Regions from separate parts of the Zea mays genome. Here region 2 is linked to region 1. A link is a contact called in public Hi-C data. All regions are on one chromosome and are shown on one strand. Each heading gives the region's core, a stretch centred on a gene start, on an enhancer-like site or on the middle of the called end of the contact. The rest is flanking DNA. Distances are from core to core; before and after follow the strand shown. Region 1 holds the start of LOC100283220. Region 2 has its middle 65 kb from the start of LOC109942279.

Region 1 (6,600 bases), core at 1,466-3,965:
AAAGAGTAGAAAAACTCTCAGCACGTCAACCCAGAAAAACATACACCTCACCTGATTACTTACAAGAAGAAACAGCCTGTGACAGGGAATAGAAACAAATAGAGGCTACTTAAAAGGATCATCCAACCCCACGAACAAGCAGCAACAGTAATAAGATACTCATTAGAATTACCATAGTAAAAATCACATACCATTGGATAACACCGATTCCTTTCTGCTGCTCCCATATCAACTTTGAATACTCATTTACTTTCTCACAGAAATTCTGACCCGTCATATTGTCAAGCGCAATGTCAATGTCAGTGGAGTCTTTCCCTAATAGCTGCCAACGCAACAGTCAAATCATAAAATTAGACAACAATCATTCTATACAATAAGCCCCAAAAATATGATGCCAAATGGTGCTGCACTGTTGCATCCAAACTTTCCAAGCCAAATGCAGTAAAAAACATAGCTTTTCCCATGCATGCAAAGTTGTAGGCCACAATAAAAAAACAAAGAATGTCCACCCTGAAAAAAAGCATATGATGGAGAAACCACTTAAAATTATCATCATATGGCTAGACCAAAAATACAGTAAGCCTTGTTAAATCCCACCGAATGGATGAATCATTCCTGGCCATATGCAGGCATAAAACGTTACATTTGTCCGTTATTTGCCTAGTGGGGAGCAAAATAACACCATTTACCTAATAAATCACAAAATGCTTTATACCGAAACCTTCAGAAAAAACCTAAATGACTCAATTCAGTGACATTCAGCATAACAATGGAAAATCCCCTTTGTATCAACAGGGGGCAATCACACGCTAAAACCCAAATATATTAATCTTAAAACCTAATTACAGCCAATTTTGAAATTTATCTACCTCTTTCTGATACTCTACGAGTCCACGTCCAACGGGGCAAGAGAAAGTTATCCTAAAGACCGGCGCCTTCACGCTGGAAAATCAACGAATAGCTCACAGACTGGAGCACAGCTCAGTCTCGAGACCCAACAATCCGATTGTCGCTCCGATTTGGGAGACCGGTTGACGAATTCAGGAGGAGGAAGGAGGGTTTCGAGCAGGCTGCAGGAGGATGCGGCCTTGGGGTGGGGGAATTTTTGGCTTCGGGCTACGGAGAAATGCGCCAGCCATGAACTCCCAAGATCTCGACGAACAGAGCCATAAAGCCCGATCAAAACCTCCTAGATCGGTGAAAACATGGACCTTTCGCGGAAGAAGAAGGGGAAAGAAGGGGCACGAACCTGAGCATCGACGAGGATTTGTTCCATCCGTTGAGCCCCATGCACATAGATCGGCTAGAGCAAGCGAGAGAGAGTGGAGGGGGGGGGGGGGCGATGACGGAGAGGCGGGTTCTTGCCGAGGTCGAACGAGTGGTGCTTGGCGTTACTGACGTGGTGTGCGTCGGTGTCCGACCTAGATCTTGGGAGTTGGAACCTGCTGCACGTGAGTTGGGTGGAGGCCATGGCGAGCGGCGGAGGTGGGTGGAGTGCATCGTGGGTAGCGCAAGCGGCAGGCTGGATGATGTAGCCGCGGGCGCAGGCGGCTGGGCGGGGGAAGCATCGGCCGAGGGTGGAGTGCATCGTGTGCAGCGACAATTTCAATGCCGAGACGGATCGACGGAGGAGACATCAAGCGGAGGCGCCATCCACGCCGGTCATCCATGGATCCGGGGGCTGGGGCTCTGCCCGCGCATTGATGGCGTGCGCGAGATCTGGGGGCGAGGGAGCGGTGGGAATGTGCGGAGCGGAGGGTGTCGCGGGTGGAAGGCAGAACCGTGCACCACCCACGGTGTGAGGTCTACACTATTCTCTTAATAGTAGTAGAGATTAAGAGTTTTTTTGAAACACTGAAAATGAAGTGGCAAATTAAATACAAAATGTCTAATCGTCCGAGCCTCCGAGGTGAAAGCAGAAAATGGTTGTTATTTCATGGTCCTTCACAATTTTATTCGTGAACATAATAACAAAGATTTAAATTTTGCTCGTTTTAACTGTGATTCTAACTTTATAGAATAATACATGAAACTACAATTGATACATTGTCACATTAGATGCCACTACTACGAAAGCTAATATCGCCACTAAGACATCTTGTGACGAATTTACCATGTTTCTTGCTCAAGCTTGGAACTAGTATGTAATGAAAGACTACTGTTCATTTAATCTTTAGTTCTCTTTATATATGAATAAGAATAATAGTATTGATACGTTGTCTTAGAAATGTTATTTATATCTCTTGAACATATTAAATGCTCATGAGTATTTTGTGAAAATATTGCATTTTTTAAAAGACAATATTTTGTGAAAAAATATCAACATGACACGTATAGTATATAACAAATAGATATACCAAATTAACTCGGAAGAGCAAAATAGGTTATTTTAACTAAAAATATCTGTTTCACAGATCTAAAGCTGCTACATACTCCAGTATTTAAATAATTTACTGGTGAATCCTAAATTTAATAAAGCTGCTAAATAATTTCACTCTAGAACACGTTTTACATACTCAGTTCTGCTAGGTAGGGCCTTAATAATAAACTTAACACTCGGCCAACAAAGAAAGCGAACTTCTTCTTGGTCCGTTAGATAGATAACAAAGAAAGTCCGATGTTCATATGCTTGGGTACATACAATTGGGCCTTCGGTACACATGGGCTCAGATTTCTCAAAACTCTTAATAAACCCCAGTCCAAAACCCTAGGCTCCACAACCGGCCGCCGTCCACCCCCTCCTAGAGCGGAACCACATTCCACGGCTCTAAGGCCATGTCGCCGGCGTCCCTCGCAGCTCGGCTCCTACGCCGCGCCGCTTCCACCTCTTCCTCTCCTCTCTCCGCTCTTGTCCGCCGCGGTCTCTGTTCCTCGGCGCCCGTTCCCCTCCTCCGCCGTCTCCCTGCGGCCACCTCATCGACGGCGGGGACCACCGCCCGCCGCTTCCTGGCGTCGCAGTCCCCGGCGTCCTCCTCCACGTCTTCGGCGGACGATAACCTGAGGCGCATCGTCGAGTCTGAGATCGAGTGCGTTGTCCAGTCGGAGGAGAGCAACACCGACAAGGTTCGCTCTTCATTTTATTTGATTGATTGGCTGTATCGTATTTTGATTCCATATCTGCATCATTAGTTTAACCTTGTTTCACCTAGTAATGGTCAGAGTTCTAGTCGAAGGGCTACCATTTTTATTGGAATGGGATTAGGAATCCGTTATTAGATAGAGCTGTTTCTATTAGAGGCGGCAAGGAATTGGCTTCCAATTTAACGGAGATGGCAGGTGGTCCCTTTTCTGTTGAAGTAGAAATTGCTTAATTGGATTGGCTCATGGCTGCAGTTCTGTGTACTGGACCTACACTACAACTTAGAACTATCTCTAGCTCAGACATGATGCTTAGGTGATTACCAGATGCTTCCATTGGATTTTTTGGTATCCATAAATTAGTCATTTTTAGTGTCACGTCTGTCACAAAATGTTTAGGCCTTCTTTGGAACAAAGGAAAAGTAAAGGAATTTTGAAGGATTGAAATCCTATATAAAGTTTTCCTATGTGGCCCTTTGGAACAAAGGATTGAATCGCTACAAATCCTATAAAATTCCTATGGAATGGAGCATTGTAGTGAGATTTTGGAGGATTTTTAACATGAGGTCCAACCTCTTGGAAATTTTCCTATGGAATTGAAGGTGTCATGCAACTCTATTCCTACATTTTTCCTATCCCTATGTTTTATTAATCCTCTATTCCAAAGAAGGTGAAATTCTGGAGTTTAAGTGCCTGTGGATTAGAACTCACCGTGCTGATTTGCAGAGTTAAGGATTGGCAGTTCCTAGTATTTCTGTCAGGACGACAGTAGTAGGCATGCTATTGGCCATTGGATGTATTTGTCTGCCACCATTAGAAAACTCTGAATGTTGATATCTGCCATATTTGATTACATAATGAAAAGGGGAACCTAATTTAGTGATCACACAATACTAAGAAAATACAAAACTTCATAAAACAAAGGGGGAAATCAGATATGGTTTTCTTGACTTGGCAGGAGATCATTTGGTTACTAGAATACCATGGTGACTGCACTTCCTTTGAAAATCTTGGTTAGCATTGTATAGTTGAATTCTGGCCTGCTATATTTTAGACAGTGAACTTTGACATATCTGTAATAAGATGGTTTTGCTAGATATTCCATGTGCACTTTCTGAATTCTGTAGGAGTTTATATGGAAAGCTAGAGTCAAAATTTGTGAATAGTTGAAATTTACATGTTTCTTGAAGAACCTAGCAAATTTATAGTGATATTAATCATTGTGAGTGCCATGAAGTGATGCATTCAGGATTACATGTGTGTCCTGGATTTTAATATCTCAGAGATTATACCTTGAGATGCAATCTGTACTTTATGTTTGGGTCATTTCCCCCCTGCTGATCTGTAGTAACTCCTTTTATTCTCTCTTTTCCTTATTGTTTAAAGCGTTACTACTGTTATAAACTTTGTGCTTATTTCTATTTGTTATATCCAATGACACCTGGTTTGGTTTTTGTTTGGTTATTTTTGTGCAGCACATTGATCTACCAGAGGACTTCCCTTTTGAGATCATAGACAATCCTGGTGATCAGTCAATAACCCTCCAAAGGGAGATTGCAGGGGAGACAATTAAAGCTGTTATATACACCAACTTTGATACAGATGAACATTTGGATGATGAGGATGACAAAAGTGGCACAGATGAGGAATCTTTCAAACCACTACTTCAGATGGTTGTCACTATTAAAAAACCAGAAGGTCCAATCCTAGAATTTGACTGCAACTTTAATGATGATGAACTAACAATTGAAAATATGAGGGCGCTGAACCGTGATAACCCCGATGCTAAGAATGTGTATGAGGGGCCACAATTTTCGTAAGTTCTTTGTTTCTTATCTATTTGCGATTTTTTATTTGGGCATATAATATGGCCTACAAAAGACGTTTAATCGTTGAAAAATACTACTCCCCACACTCCTAATTGCAAGTATTTCTGGCATTTTTAGGTGTAAGTTTCTGCTATGCACCTAGATATACACTATGTCTAGATGCATAGTAAAATCTATGTATTTTAAAAAGCCAAAACAACACGATATTCCTAATCGAGGGAATATTTCCCTCAAGGACCCTTAGCCCAAAACTACTTGAATGCTCAGGTTCATGTTTATTGTTTTTGTCATACGTAGAGATGGTTTACTTTTTTATGTTAATCTTTGCCATTCGGAGTGATTTTTGCCCATTAGATGCATTCTCCGTTGATGTTAGCACCTGTCTTTGTTTTCTTGGTGCCCTTATTTTCTTTTTATTTTGTAATGAGAGGAATGGAAACTAGGGGGATGTTTGGTTTCTAGAGACTAGGGGGATGTATTTGGCAATTTAGGGACTAAAATGGAATAAAATGGAGGGTCTAAAAATTAATACCTAGAAACCAAACACCCCCTAGATCCAAACAATCTTCAATTGGAGTTGTGAATCAAATCTGACGGGAATTTTTGTTTGCAAAGCTATTAGATTTATTCAATGTAACAAAGGCCTAAATGTTTGTGCATGGGTTTAATTGGCACGGTGGGTAAACATGATCTGAGGACTTGTCCATGAGCCTGGCATATAACAGTTTAGGTATGTCAGAGTGCATCAACTCATTATGCATGACAAAATGGATGCACACACTGCATGGCTTGACATGGTCATGCGAGTCATGCTATTAACAGAAAACTTATAAGTGGGAAGGCCAGACGTGCACGTAATCTAAGCATTGGATTCTACATCCAAGAAGGCCCCTTGTGCATGTAAGCTCTAAACATCTAATGGACAAAAACTTAATAAAGTTCAATAGATATGCATGCAGTTTCCCTTCTTTTTGTTGTGGCTGTAGATTATGTGGTGAAACTACAACTAACACATTGCTAAGGATAAAGCACGCGAACCATGCTTGATGCCTCGATGCAAGATGACAGATGCTTCGAGCTATGTTTCGTTTTGAGTTTTTATTTTCCCGTGGTTCATGCTATTTCATTGTTTGCCATGCAGGGACCTGGATAAGAGCTTGCAGAAGGCCTTGCACAGGTACCTTGAGGTCAGGGGGTTCAAACATTCACTACATGATTGGCTGTACGAATACATGATGAGAAAGGATGAGAAGGAGTATGTTGTTTGGCTGAAGAGCATGAAGGAGTTCATCGGCGGAAATTGATTGTTTGCGCTTTAAGTTTTATCTGCATTGTGAGAACGAGACCTGTACTCATCATGAAATACTAGCATCATAATTGCGCGAAGATACCTGGCATGGCTTTACATCCTGCTGGTGCAAGAGTTTTTGTTGACCTGGTAGTCTTACGGACGCCCTTCTTTTCTGTTAAGCGATGGACTGTGTTGTCATCTTTATCAACGCTCCTAACAGCATAGGGGATTAGCACTCCAGACAACCCTATTCTCTTTATAAATGGGATCCACGTTCAGTGAGAAAAAAATGCTCTTCTGATGGAAAGGAATAGGGGCACGTGGTGCAGCGGTCGTATCTCGCCGACCGGGGTGCGGGCGAGGGTGGTCGCTCGCCGGCGGGGTCGCAGGGCGCAGGCCACA
Region 2 (6,600 bases), core at 1,518-4,017, 180 kb after region 1:
GTATTTTGTTTACTTTTGGATGGTGCCGTCGTCGTAGTGCAGTACCGATTCGAATCCGCTGCCCCCCCCCCCCCCCCCCCCCCCCCCCCCCCCCCCTTTCCTGCTGCGGTTTCTTTTGCATTCTTTTTGGAACTGGAAGATTTCTGCTCCCAGCTGTTGAGCCAGAGGGAATCAGGGAGCCACCGATTAAAAGCAGATCGCAACGACGCCCGGCCCACTGAAATTCGTAGGCTTTCTTTCTGGGTTTGTGCAAGCCCACTTTTGTTCAGGGACGCATTTTTCTAGCGAGATTTTTGGGATCCTGTATCATATTATTCAAATGTATCAAAGGTGTGTGCAGATGTTTACGCTCTGGTCCAGTGCAGATTTACCTTCCATTTTGTTCAAGTCTTGGATATGTGGACCAATTATGCTTGTGGAAGATAGTGAACTGCAATGTCCAACCCGATGAGAACACTTGCCACTTCTGATGGTAATAGGAACTTGTGTACTACATACAGTATTGATTCATGACGTAGACGAGACCATATATTTTAGACGTTATTTAGGCATGCATGAGACGTTTCCATCAACACAAGGGGATTAATGGTTATCTTCTCAACCGGCAACAGGTAAGCTGTCTTGCTTCGTGTACATGACAAGACTGAGGATTGTTTTTCCATATACAAATCGAGAGTGGCTGCATGTGTAGTAACGTTTCAACTAACATCTACTTACTGCAAGACTAGATGACATCGTTTGGGATAGGATACACGATCTGATAGCATAATAATTAACATGAACGACCGACCGATAGGCGATAGCATAGCATGCATGCACTAAAACAGGAAGCAAGATGCAGCTGTGGCAGCGTTTTCGTCAATTCTCAGCGCGCACAAAGGATTCAGACAATAATCTCAGCGCGCGGCAACAGCTATATATATTAATTTATATACCCACACCCCACACCCCAATTCAAATAGGCCCTTACATGATGGTAAAGCAAGTCATTAAATTTAGTGTGTGTTTGTTGCGGGACAGCCAGGACAGAGACGTTCTCTATGTCTCTATCGTCTTTTCTCGTCCCTCTAATTTTGAAGAATAACTGAGATAATACTGGGTTAGTACTGTTCCAACCTTTGACCCTGAACCAAACAACCTTATTCAATGGATCGTTTCATCCTGTCACGTCCTGTCATTGAACAAACTTGTAACCCTTCATTCATTGTGTTCATATTTAAACATTCTTGTTAATATTAAGTTAACGAGCCATCAACAAACACTTCATCAGTGACAACAAGTTTAATTAGATTTTTTTCCGGCAGCATATTCCGCTTATTGCAACACCATCCAATTAATTCGCTTGCACAAGCTCAGATAAGACTAGCCGTAGACCGGTCTCAATTGAAAGTTTTAGATAGCGTTCGGTTCCGAAGTCGGTTGGATTGGAACGACTCTATCCTTAGAGTAGCTCCGTGCGAGAGATTTTAGTAAGCTAAATAGTTTAACATTTGAGTATAATTTTCTATTTTTAGAATCACTCCGTTTTATATCACACTAATCACTGTACTCCGAAACCAAACGCGGAGAAGAGAAAAGAAATACTAGCTTCAATTTTAAGACAAGAAAAGAAATAAAAATAACTCCTTGATACGGTGCGCGGAGAAGAGATGCCGACGAAGGCGAGCAGAGCCTGACACAAACTGAAATATTTTCATACTCAAAACACTCATGACCAATCAAGATAAAGAAAGCTCCATCCTTAACAAAAATATCTGGCACACACATGTTGCATCATTCGGCAACCCTCTTGCCAACTTTCATTATCATTTTTGACAATTCTGCAACTAAACAATCTAACTAATCCAGATGCATGAAGTGATAAACCCTTCATTCGATCGCAGAAGCAAAACTAGAGCTAGGATTCAAACGATGAACATAAACCAAACAAGACACTACGAAACCCGACGATGCAATGCGAGCGTATCGATCCTATCTACAATGCAAGCTGATCGATTCATCTGCACCATCGACTCGCGTGGGTAAACTCACGTCGTCGTCGTCGCCGTCGCAGCCGCCGCGTGTCAGCACCTGGTGCCGCGGCGCGGCGTGCCGTGGGCCGCCAGTGGCGACGGTGACGCTGGCGGCGCGTTGCTGCCCTTGATGAATTCGAGGCACTCGGCGACGGCGCGTGCGTAGAAGGAGTTGGACCGCATGCACGGCGGCCGCCGCGGTGGCTTACTGCTGCTGCTCCCGCCGTCCCCGGCGGCCTGTCGTCCGGTCTTCCCTCCGGCGAGGGAGCGTTTCTGACCGGCCACAAGAAACCTCCTGCTGCCGGTGGCAGCGGCAGGGGGCGAGCTCGCCTTCACAGCACCGGCTGCCGCTGCCATCCGGCCCTTCGTGAGTAGCCGTAGGTTGCGCACGCAACGGCCCAGGAGCCCCAGCAGCGTCCACAGCTTGGCACGGAGCCTGCGCACGGTGATGCGCGTCGGGCTGAGCCGGACTCCCCTCGCCGTCCGTCGCCACCGCCGCAGGCCCAGCCTCGTGTAGGATGAGTACTTCAGATCACTCATGATTAGTAAGTTCCTCTCTCTGATCTCTCTTTTTCTTAATTGATGATAATTGCCCTGGCACTGGTTGTACGTACCTTAGCTAGCTAAAACCACCTGTCACAATCTAACTCTCTGATATGATTATATATAGCACCGGCCTGTGCATGTGACTGTGAGCTCAGTTGTGTAAGGTGCGTGGGCGTCGAGTCAAGTGGCTGCATTTATAGGGGAGCAAGAGGTGGAAGAAGAAGATGGCAGGAAGGTTGGTGCCTCTTTGACGGTCGAGAGCACTACTGGAGTGTGATGGCAGATTCGGGGACACGGCGGGATTGATTAATTGGCTTAATGGAGCGTGTGATCATCACCGAGTATGGACAAAAAAGCGAAAAAGCATCACTTGTTGGTCAGTGCGTGTGTGCGTGCTAATGATCGTGCAAGTTTAATCTTTTTTAATGTTTTTGAAGTTGATCATGCAAAATGTGAAAGGGGCGCGCCATCGGTTCACGCGTAATTGTGTCTGCACTCTGCAGTCTGCACCTTACCGTGTGTAAAATATGGCTGCTCTCGCCTAGCTACTGGTGTTCCTGCGGAGCAGAGATTCCACATGCTCGCTAGGAGTCTCTCTCTATCATAAGAGTATCCTATAGATGTCCAAACGGGCCACCCGGCACGGACCCGGCCCGAACCCGTTTCGGCCCGGTACGAATAGGGCCGGGCCAGGCACGGCCCGTTGATGCTTCGGGCCGGGTCGGGCTGGCCCACGTGCCTAGAGACATGCCCAAACCCGGCACGCACAGGAAAAAATCGTGCCGGGCCGGCCCGTTGGCCCGGTGGGCCTCAACGGACCGGGCCGGGCACTGGCCCGAACCAACAGTAGAACGGTATATAAATACATATATTTAACATAATTAATCATATATAATAACATATTATTTATATATATTAAGACAACAAAATATTTATGTATGCATTTTATATTTATGTATGCATTTTATATATGTTTGGCCGCGTATTTAGTATTTACATACTATGAGAGAATTAAATGTATTTACATATTTAGTATTTACATACATATGTGGGCCGCCGTCGTGCCGACCCATTTATCGTGCCGGGCCGGGCCAAAGCACGCGGGCCGCCGTATGTGCCCATACCCGGCCCGCTAAACGGGCCGTGCCGGCCCGGGCCCGTAACCGACCGTGCCGGGCCGTGTTTGGACCGGGCTAAATTCGTGCCGTGCCACGGGCCAAACGGGCGGCCCGCACTGTTTGGACATCTATAGAGTATCCTAAGAATAGACCTCTAGTATACCGCGGAACAAGTTTACGTTTGCAGTAGGCGAGAGGTTCAACAGTACAAAGCTGTAACGACCGAAATTGTTATGATACTGTTTTGGAGACGCCAATCACTCAAAAGAACCAGCGGCGGTGCTCTCTGGTCAGGCGCAGACGGTCCGCGGCACAGAGTCGGACGGTTCGCGACCTGGCGCGAGGCGGCGGTGCTCTCTGTTCAGACGCGGACGGTCCGCGGCACAGGGCCGGATGGTCCGCGACCTGGTGCAGGAGCTAGGATTCCCTACCTGACGGCCGGACGGTCCGCGCCCTAGGGCCGGACGGTCCGCGCGTGCGCAGGGGCGGCAGAAGATCGCCGGCGACGCCTGGATCTCGCAACCGGGAGGGACCCCGTCGGGGAGGAGAGATCCTATGAGTTGTCTAGGCTCGGGCAGACCGACCTAGACTCCTCTAATCGACGTAGAGTCGAGGAGAGGCAGAGAATTTGGGGATTGGAATACTAAACTAGGGCTAAACTAGAACTAGACTAGAACTACTCCTAATACATAAGGTAAAAACGAGTAATAGACTTGATTTGATCGATTGTTCGGGGGTCCAATCGGCCGTAGCCCTTTATCTATATAAAGGGGAGGTCTGGATCCGCTTCCAACTAATTTCCGATTTAATCCCGCGGTTTTAGGTAACAAATCCCGCGAGAAACTAGGAACCCTAACTGACTCTGCGCACGCGCGGACCGTCCGCGCCACCACCACGGACAGTCCGGACCACGGACCGTCCGGTCTCAGGGCGGACCGTCCGCACGACCATTTTGGTTTCCAACATATGCACCCCTGCCTTTTGGTGAAGGTTGACGAACCAAAAGCATATGAACTAAACCTGATGTAGGTCACCGGCTTTTCGATATGGAGATTATTCAATAAAGCACCAATATAAAGGCCGTTTCGGATTGTATCTTTCTCGGCCATGACCATTTGATCAATGGATCAAAAGGAATAGAATGGAGGTGCCCCCCAGTCTGGATAGACGAAGGGACTATACATGTACCATGGATTCATCATCGTGCCATTCCATGTTTGAACAGGATAATATACCCACGATGAGTAAATAGGTGGAAAGTACCCTGGTCTCATAGAATGAATAGGCGATGCTTGTTGTGTCGCCTTTCGGGCCGTTTTGTTTGACCGTTTTGTTTTAGCAGGTGACCGGGGTTTCTTTGTTGACCGATCACGTGGAACAGTCTTTTTGCTAGTATTTTTGGAGAGCAACTGATCAAAAGTAGGATCGGCTTTGATCAGCCGATTATATGTGCTTTGACCTTGCGTCTTTTTCCTTGCTTTGTGTAGAGGTTGACGCCTTTGGTCATAGGGGGACTGTCCGACTGAGTTAGCCGGACCGTTTGTCTGAGCACCGGATTGTCCGCACGTAGGTGCCGGACCATCTACGATGCTTGGGCTAGGCTGACGTGTTTGGTTCATTAACTGTGCCTGCCCCCCGGCGTCTTCGGACCTTTTAGCCTTCTCGTCCGAAGCCTTTCGAGCAATCTCATTTTGTGATTTATCTGACGTGCGGGGATCGCCAATGACGATGCCCTTGCCTTTGCCTTTATCGGCCATTTCGGGCCGAACCAAAACCTTTTTGCAAGTGAGTTCTATTGTATTAACAGGAAAAGGTTGTGTGTCTACTTGCATCTCCTGAAAAGCCAATCTACCCTCATTTATGGCCGATTGTATCTGTCGACGAAAAACATTACAATCATTGGTGGCATGAGAAAAGGAATTATGCCACTTACAATAAGCACGCCTCTTTAATTCATCAGGAGGAGGAATAGTATGATTTAATTTAATGTTGTCGTTTTTCAGTAACTCGTCAAATATTTTATCGCATTTGGCAACATTAAAAGTAAACTTAACTTCTTCTTGTCGATTCTTTCGAATCGACTGTAAAGCAGAACACGCTGAAGGTTTAGCCTGTCCTGGCCAAACCAGTTCGGCGGTGTATACATCCGTGGATTCATCGTCCGAATTATCGTATCCCACTAGATGCATCTTATGGCTAGCCGATTTTGATGTTTCCTTACTTCGGCTTTCACAGGTCATAGCCCGCTGGTGTAAGTGCACTAGCGAAAAGAATTGGGTGCCATCTAATTTTTCTTTTAAGTAGGGTCGTAACCCATTGAAAGCTAGCCCTGTTAGTTGTTTTTCTGCGACATGAATTTGAAAGCATCGGTTTCTAGTGTCCCGGAATCTCCGGATATAGTCATTAACCGATTCTTCAGGCCCCTGTTGGACTGAAGCAAAGTCAGCCAATTCTAACTCATGTTCTCCTGAGAAGAAGTGTTCATGAAATTTCTGCTCTAATTCTTCCCAAGAGTTAATAGAGTTTGGTGGCAAAGCTGCGTACCATGCAAATGCAGTATCAGTAAGGGACAACGAGAATAAACGAACGCGGTAGGCTTCCCCATCAGCCAATTCTCCCAAGTGTGCTATGAATTGGCTAATATGTTCGTGTGTGCTTTTCCCACCTTCACCAGAAAATTTAGAGAAGTCTGGTATTCTAGTTCCCTGTGGATATGGCACGGTGTCGAATCAGTGGCTATAAGGCTTCCGATATGATTGCCCTGTACCTGACACAGTAACACCGAGTTTGTCCCTGAACATCCCAGCTACCTCGTCTCTGACCCTCTCCGCCATGTCTGGCGACCATCCATTGAGTTTGTGGGTAGAAATCTCAGGTTGCCTGACATCACTCTGTCGGCTTTCCTCTCAGGGATGTTTGAGGTG

Evidence for each region. A called contact is a pair of places that touch in the nucleus more often than the background predicts.
Region 2: a contact with region 1 is called in a Hi-C map of tassel, with 2.5 times the contacts expected there. The contact joins the enhancer-like site here to the promoter of LOC100283220 in region 1. A contact is called at or near these places in 2 of 25 Hi-C or Micro-C datasets (ear and tassel).

The regions. Positions count from the first base shown.
Region 1 is chr9:49,281,725-49,288,324 of Zm-B73-REFERENCE-NAM-5.0, forward strand. It overlaps LOC100283220, which reads left to right and starts at 2,716. Exons shown (of 3, transcript NM_001156122.1): 1 at 2,716-3,063; 2 at 4,554-4,894; 3 at 6,049-6,348. The coding sequence starts at 2,776. The coding sequence ends at 6,211.
Region 2 is chr9:49,465,659-49,472,258 of Zm-B73-REFERENCE-NAM-5.0, forward strand. No RefSeq gene overlaps it. Among protein-coding and RNA genes, the nearest start is that of LOC109942279, 65 kb to the left of the region's middle. Within about 2 kb of position 2,768, at least 6 of the 20 cell types and tissues checked have an H3K27ac peak or open chromatin away from gene starts, as enhancers often do. A contact at or near this core is called in tassel, where this site is marked.